Regions from separate parts of the Zea mays genome. Here region 2 is linked to region 1. A link is a contact called in public Hi-C data. All regions are on one chromosome and are shown on one strand. The core of a region is the stretch at or near the end of the contact, and the rest is flanking DNA. Distances in the headings are between cores, read along the strand shown. Region 1 holds the start of LOC100283569 (glyoxal oxidase). Region 2 holds the start of LOC103633963 (ERAD-associated E3 ubiquitin-protein ligase component HRD3).

Region 1 (3,642 bases), core at 500-2,999:
GCATCGTCACCGACGCGCTGAACGCGCCGGCTCGGCCGCGCACCGCCACGTTCTTGGTCACGTCAAGGAACAGCAGCCGCTGGTTCATCGCGAACGAGTGCGTCGTGAAGGACGGCGCCACCATCGTCACCGACACGTCACCGAGGCCGCCGGCGCGGCCGCCACGCCTTCTCCGCGCCAATGCCGGGACCAAGAACCGGATCGCCATCGTCGCCCCGTAGCCCACGCTCGCGGGCGCGCCGGTGGGGGACGGGTCGAGGATCCTCGGCCGCAGCATGTCGTTGGACGCGTCGAGGTACTCCGGCGAGAAGGCCTCCAGGCTGAGGTCGGTGGGGAACTGCACGTTGCTGAAGTTGTAGTAGGTGTGCGGGTTGCTGCCGCCCACCAGCAGGCGGCCGTCCCGGAGGAGCACCGCCGAGGAGTGGTACAGCCGCGCGACGCCCGCCGCGTTCTGCTCCTCGAACCGGTCCCCCGGCGAGTGGTCCGGGCGGTAGACGACGGGCGCGTACGCCGGGGTCTTGGCGGACTCCCACCCGGCGGTGCCGTCCGCGGCGCCGTTGATGATGGCCACCTCCGCGCCGTTGGGCAGAAGGACCATGTCGCCCATCACCCGCGGCGACGGCATTGTCTCGATGACCCACGCCGGCGCGGCGTCGGTGATCTTGATCCGCCCGCACGTCGTCAGCGCCGGGACGAAAGCGCCGGCGGTGCCGCCCTGCTGCTGCTTGGTGGAGTTGTAGGAGCCCGCTGGCGCGCCGCCGCAGACCAGCACCTCGGCCTCGGTGGGGTTGGGCTTCAGCGGGAGCAGCACCGAGGAGCCCGAGCTGGGGTAGTTCCGCGGGTCGCCGTCGCCCAGCACGGGGTACGTCCGCACGATCTTGTTGCTGCTGTAGTCCAAGAGGACGGCGCGGTTGTTGGAGAAGATGAAAAGGTTGCCGTCTATGTTGAGGTGCACGAACGGATAAAGGTTGTTCTCCTCGGGGTCCCTCGTCTGCACCAGAAATGGCATCGGGATGACGGACGTATCCGAAGGGCCCGCCTTTGGGTAGAACTCGTAGCTGAACTGCCTCCGGCCGCCGATGATGAACGCGCGGCCGTCGGGGAGGATCTGGTTGGTGGCGTACCACCGGTTGGCCGAGAGCGCGTCCTGCGTCTCGGACCAGTCGCAGCTCTCGTCGCCGTCGCTGCACGCGGGCATGGTGCGCGCGTTGCGGAACCCGTCGTTCCAGCCGCCGGTCTGGACGAGCGTGCCGTCGGGCGCGACGGTGCCCGAGGAGCACCAGGTGTCGGTGAAGACGAAGAGCGGGCGGAACGCGTTGGCGGCGACGTCGTACTCGACGGAGTGCGCGGTGCAGTCCCCCTGAGGGAGCACGCGCTCCCGCGGGTTGACGCGGCAGCGTCCGTCGGGGAGGGAGAGGTTGGAGTGGCCGAAGTCGGTGCGGTCGAAGATGATGACGCGGTCGTTGTGCAGGAGCTGCATGTGCATCGCCGACACCCCGATGCTGCGCTGCTGGAGGTCCCACCTCCCGCCGGCGCCGCTCGCGGGCGCAATGCCGGCGCAGGCGCAGGCGAGGAGCAGGAGAAGAACGGCGAGGTGGCGACGGGCACGGTTCTTCTTCTTGGCTGCCAATGCAATCTCCATGGTTGATCGATCGATGGGACAGGCACAGGCTTGTAGACGTAACGATGTTGCGTCGTCGTTTCAGGGACAGGTTTTCTTTGATTCCGTTTTCTTGGTTAAGTGGGGGTGTTTAGCTCGTTGAGCGGCGAAGTGTATATATATGCGGCAGTGCCCAAGCTTCGACCACCATTTTTGCTCCCTGATTTTTCACACGATATCATTTAAACACTCCAGCTAGCTGGCGCCTTTACAATGGAATTTCGTTCCGCTCGAGTGAGCTTTGGCCAGGTTGGTTCTTTTTATATAGTACGATCTTTATTTGGTCAATTGATGGCCCTGCCTTAATTAACTTTGTTCTTTGTTCTGATGTTTAGTTTTTGGGTATGTATTCATGAGTCGACGAGCACAACAACCAGACCGGCAATTTGGCGCACGTACACGTTCGATCGATCCCGTGCGTCGTTCGATCCCGTTTCGTGTACTTACTTCCCTGCTGACCCATACAAGACCAGGAAGGAGCACGGCATGATGTGGTTGCTGCCTTATCCACCATGTTGGCTTGTCCCTCCGGCCCGCAGCATGCATGTTTGGAGACCGCGACGTACGTTGGACTCCGTCGATAAGAGAAACCGTGCAGGCGTGCACACTGCACTGCACCCCCCTGAACAACAGCACACCGGACCCCTCCTCGCGTCGCGAGGCGAGACAAGCGAAAACGCCGTGGACAAGCCAGGCTCGGAGCACCTCTAAGTGACTCTTTATTTTTGACTCTTTATTTAACTCTCTATTTACTTTTTTATGAAGACTACACTCTATATATATATCATCTCACTCCAACAGACTATCTATCTAGTTTTGCTAGTCGAATGGCTAGCTAAATTTAGCTAGCGAGAGAGCAAATTTAGAGAGTCAGTTAGCTTGATAAATCAGATAGCTAGTCTGTTGGAGAGTTATTTTGCTATTGAATAGCCAAACTTTAGCTTGGCGATCTATTTAACTAGTCTTTTAGAGATGCTCTCACAGACGATACGATAGTAAACCCTCCATTCCAAAATCACAAGTCATTCAAAACATCTCGGATTTAACCAAGAAAATTAAAGAAATTTATAACATCAACTAGATATACTATAGAAATATAATTCATAAAATAGTAATAATATAAATTTGGTATAATAAACATTATTATTTTTATTATATCAAGTTGATCAAACATAAGATGTTTTCATTATGAACAGAGTTGAAATGGCTTTAAAATTAGGAGTAGTATCGTAGTAGCCCCACTCATCCACCCACTCACTCAGTGTAGCCACACAACATGACGGCTCACGTTGTTGCTTTCCTTTTCTTTGACCTGAGGCCATACATAGTCAAACAGGCCACTCGATCCGCATGACCCAAACCCAGTACAAAAGCACGACTCAATGGAGTTGGGTGGGTTGTGCCGAAAAGGGCTTTGTACCTGGCGAACGGCCGGGTACGACATGTCGGACTGAATTTTAGGTCGAGCTAGCCTAACGAGTGACGAGTACGACCTAAACAATAGATTGGGCCGGTTCGAGGCCAATGTTGTCACAGTATGGACAGATGAAGGAGGCAACAGACAATGGCGAAGGAGTTGATGAAGAGAAGGACATGTGTCACATGTTTGGGAGGCGACGACTACCATGCTCTAGCTTCGGTGAGGAGCATCAAGGATGGGAAGGACACATCTACTCAAAGGTGTTGCCATATTGGTGACAGTCATCAAGGAGGCAAGGAGGCGCTACGCCGATGTCGAGCGGGTGAAGAGGAAGAACCATGAGAGGAGCAATGAAGCGGCTGGAGTCAAGAGATGAGCGATGACGAGGATGAAGCCTATAGGAAGCATATACCATAGGATCCCATAAGAAAACAACACACCTGAGTGGTGAACTAGTTACCATTGTGAAGGGGATATGGTGCAAGACAACATATTCCTTACAAGCAAAATAATTGACCTAATCTATATCAGTTTCTAGTATAATTCGTAATTGGATTGTAAA
Region 2 (3,642 bases), core at 321-2,820, 150 kb before region 1:
ATCAGATTGGGCAACCCCTACTTTTTATATGAAGTAAAGCTTATTGTGATAACCACAGATTGTGCAATATATGCAAGTAACCAAAAGGAATTAAATGTTAGTGCAAGAAGCTAAACTTTATTTTTAAGGTAAAATACTATCCCTAATTTGCTTCACCAAAATAAACAGGGCAATTTACAAGAGAACGCTGCATCAGATATCCAATGTCTGGAATCTGGATGCAAGATAAAAAATAAGTAAATGTGGTTAAAGCAGGCTGCTCAGTGCTCACTAGTACTCAAGTGAAAAAAACATCATGGTTAGTAGTTAGTACTGATAAATTTCTTCAATTCGATTATTGCTTCTTAAATTACCTCCAACTTGTAAGATGACTGTGTCACGAAAAAACATTAGTTCTAGAGAAGAATTTGTAGACCTAACATCAAATATAACCCTACAATGATGAAGAGGGAATTTGATTCTCTAAGGTGTAATGTTTGTGCAAAAACTAAAAATGTTATGGTAAAAATAAGAACCACGCTACAAATTGGCAAAGACACTGGCCTCACGATTTCTACCAGCAAATAAGATCAAAGTCTACACCCAATTTCAGCAAATGTGACTACCAATTGATTAACTGAAACAACTTGCTATTCTAATGCCTGATCACCCAGGAACTAACCCTTCGCAACCCCAAGCAAAAAATGCTAATATCTGACCCAAAAAGTTCCTCAATTTGCAAGTAAGCCAACGAATTCAAACATTCAACCCCCAATTAGAGTATGCAGATTGTATGAGTGAGTAAAAGCAAACGGTATTGACCACCTCACCTCCTGGCGGAAGTAGGAGTACGCGAGGGCCATCTTTGACTGAAGATCTCCCGCGTCGGCGGCGAACTTGTGCAACAGGAATGCGAGCGATCGGGATGCCGGGCGCGTCATCCCGGCGCCGGTGAGGAACGCGAGCGCGGACTGCGCGCCCGGGTGCCCCGCCTCTGCCGCGGCCTCGATCTGCGCGGCAGCCGTGGCGAACGCCGCGTCGTCCCCATCGGACGCTGCGGAGAGCATCGCGCGGGCGCCCGCGACGAAGAGCGCGTCGGCCGACGAGTCCGTCTCATCGCCAGAAAGGGGAGGGCTTGCTGGGTCAAGAAGAGGGACCCAGGAGGACGGGGAGAGGAGCGGGTCGGCGGCTGGTGAATCGTCGGCGAAGTCGTCCCACCCGTCGTCGTCGGTGGAGTCGGCAGAGGGGAGGGACGGGTGCGCGGCCGAATCCTTGAGGAAGTCCTCACCGGAGAGAACCAAAACAAACGGGCGCACTGCAGCAGCTGGGCGAAGGAGAGAAGCGACCACGGCGAAGGAGACGGCGGCGAGGAGGAGGAGACGGCGGTGCAGGACGCGAGCCATCGGGGAAGGCATAGCCTACGAGAACACAAGATCTCACCCCCGTTGCACGGCAGGGAGTAGGAGTTGGGACTTGGGACTGCGCAGGGGATGCTGGCAGGTGGGGCATGTCGAGCGGGCAGCTTCTAGGACTATGACGTGGAGATGGGACCCGCAGTGGAGACGTGTCCGTGCTCCGTGATTGGCTTGGCGTTTGAGCCTGGTGTGGATCCGAACTTAAGTGATTTTGCTTGGGTGTGCGCTGCGCTATCTTTCTATATGGCCCATGGGCTTACGAGTTTTAGACTTATTTGTAAAACTTGAGTGACTCTAAATTTAATCTATCTATATCTTCTTCTTTTTTCTCTATCTTCTTTTTCTCTGTATAATCCATCAGTTTAAATTTTACAAAACTCACTCAACTAAATCACCCCCACATCCATAACATCGATCAACTAAATTACATCGAGACTTAACACACTATCAAATATATATCTCTATACCACTATATAATCTATCAGTTTAAACTTTACAAAATTCACACAACAAAATTACCTCCACACATATAACATCCACTAAATCCACCAAACAAATTGTATCTAAACTTAACACATCATCAAAATCAACGGATAATCTCACCCCCTTGCTCATTCAAATTCAATGAACAATATTATTTGGATCATCCTTCCCCTTCTCCCTCCCCACAACCCCGTTGCCCTCTCCCCTCACTCAGGCCACCAGCTCCGCCATCAACTCCTCCCCCTCGCGCTGTCGTCGCCATCGTCGACCCCTCCCTACGCGGGATCGTAGCATTAGCACAGGCTATATGCTAGTAAACTATATTTAAATTGAATTTTTATATCTAGTAGTTTCATTGTAGATCTACTTAACTAAAATAAGGGATCTATCTTTAGATTTGTCAAATTGGTTGAGCATGTGTTTCCACCAAATTTAAATTTAATAAAGTTAGAGAAAAAAATACCTAACATATCACTTGTTACATAGAAAAAACGGTTCAATTATTTTCTTCTTGTCACTTACTCCCTCCGTCCCATTATATAAGGCGTAACCACCTCTGGTTCAAAGACCAAGAAATGCATTTAATTGTCTCTATACCACTGCATCGATATACGTATGCATAGAGAGAGCACGCCTTATATTGTGAGACAAGAATAAAAAGTGGTTACGCCTTATATCCTGAGACGGAGGGAGTATTTTTTTAAGCTTCGCCGCAAAGACTCCGTTGAGCCTACAAATCGGCGGTCACGCCACAACGCACCCCACTGACCAGTTTTCACGTCCACTCATGTCACCCCACACCCTAGTAAGGCTGCACCACTGGGCTCATGAGACCGTCGTCGAGGCCACTGAAAGTTTCATGTGTGATTTTGATAAATGGGACGATAATTGACTAATTTGTAAGGCTTGTTTTTTGAGCTACAACTTTTTGGAGTTTTTTAAAAGATATCATTAGGCTTTTGATCCTGCAAAGTCAATAATAGCTTTTCAATAATGTTATTAACTTTTTAGACTTAGAAAGCTACATAAAGCCCATGAAACCAGGCTTTTAGCTTTTTACATAAACTCAACTTTTCCTGAGCTTTTGGCTTTCTGAAAGTTAAATAGAAAAATAATTGTTTGTTTGTGCTTCTGGCTTTTTGGTTGAGAAGCTACCAAGAAGCTCAAATAAATAGGGCTTACTCTAGTGTTGTGATTGAACTAGATTTTATTCACATCTAAGATTGAGCAAGAACAACAACAATGATGGTTGTTGCCACGAGTGATAATTGAAAGGGAAATAGGGTCAAACATTTTCCTAAATGATTTTGGTGGTTGAATTGCCCAACACAAACAGTTGGATTAACTAGTTTGCTCTAGATTATATGTTCTATAGGTGCCATAGGTTCAACACAAACCAATAAAAAGAACAAGTTAGGGTTCAAAACAAAGGGAGCATAGAAAACCGAAGTGTGCCCTGGTCTGGCGCACCGGACAGTTCGGTGTGCCACCGGACAGTGTCCGGTGCACCAGGGTGGATCAACTCAAACTTGCCACCTTCGGGTTTTTGGAAATGCCACTCCACTATAATTCACCGGACTATCCGGTGTAGCACCGGACTATCCAGTGTGTCATGCGGAGCAACGGCTACTGCGCCAACGGTCGTCTGCAAAAGCAACAGTGAACAGTGAACAGTGCGCGGACTGCGCGCGCAGAGTCAGAGCAGCGCCAGAAGGTGCACCGGACAGTGAACAGTACCTGTCCGGTGCGACACCGGACTATCCGG

The links. Hi-C and Micro-C count contacts between places; a contact is called where the count stands out from the background.
Region 2: a contact with region 1 is called in a Hi-C map of endosperm, with 3 times the contacts expected there. The contact joins the promoter of LOC103633963 here to the promoter of LOC100283569 in region 1. A contact is called at or near these places in 3 of 25 Hi-C or Micro-C datasets (ear, endosperm and tassel).

Annotation. Positions count from the first base shown.
Region 1 is chr1:36,279,998-36,283,639 of Zm-B73-REFERENCE-NAM-5.0, reverse strand. It overlaps LOC100283569 (glyoxal oxidase), which reads right to left and starts at 1,749. Exons shown (of 1, transcript NM_001156469.2): 1 at 1-1,749. The coding sequence starts at 1,642.
Region 2 is chr1:36,426,564-36,430,205 of Zm-B73-REFERENCE-NAM-5.0, reverse strand. LOC103633963 (ERAD-associated E3 ubiquitin-protein ligase component HRD3) reads right to left here and starts at 1,570. Exons shown (of 7, transcript XM_008655622.4): 1 at 810-1,570. The coding sequence starts at 1,394.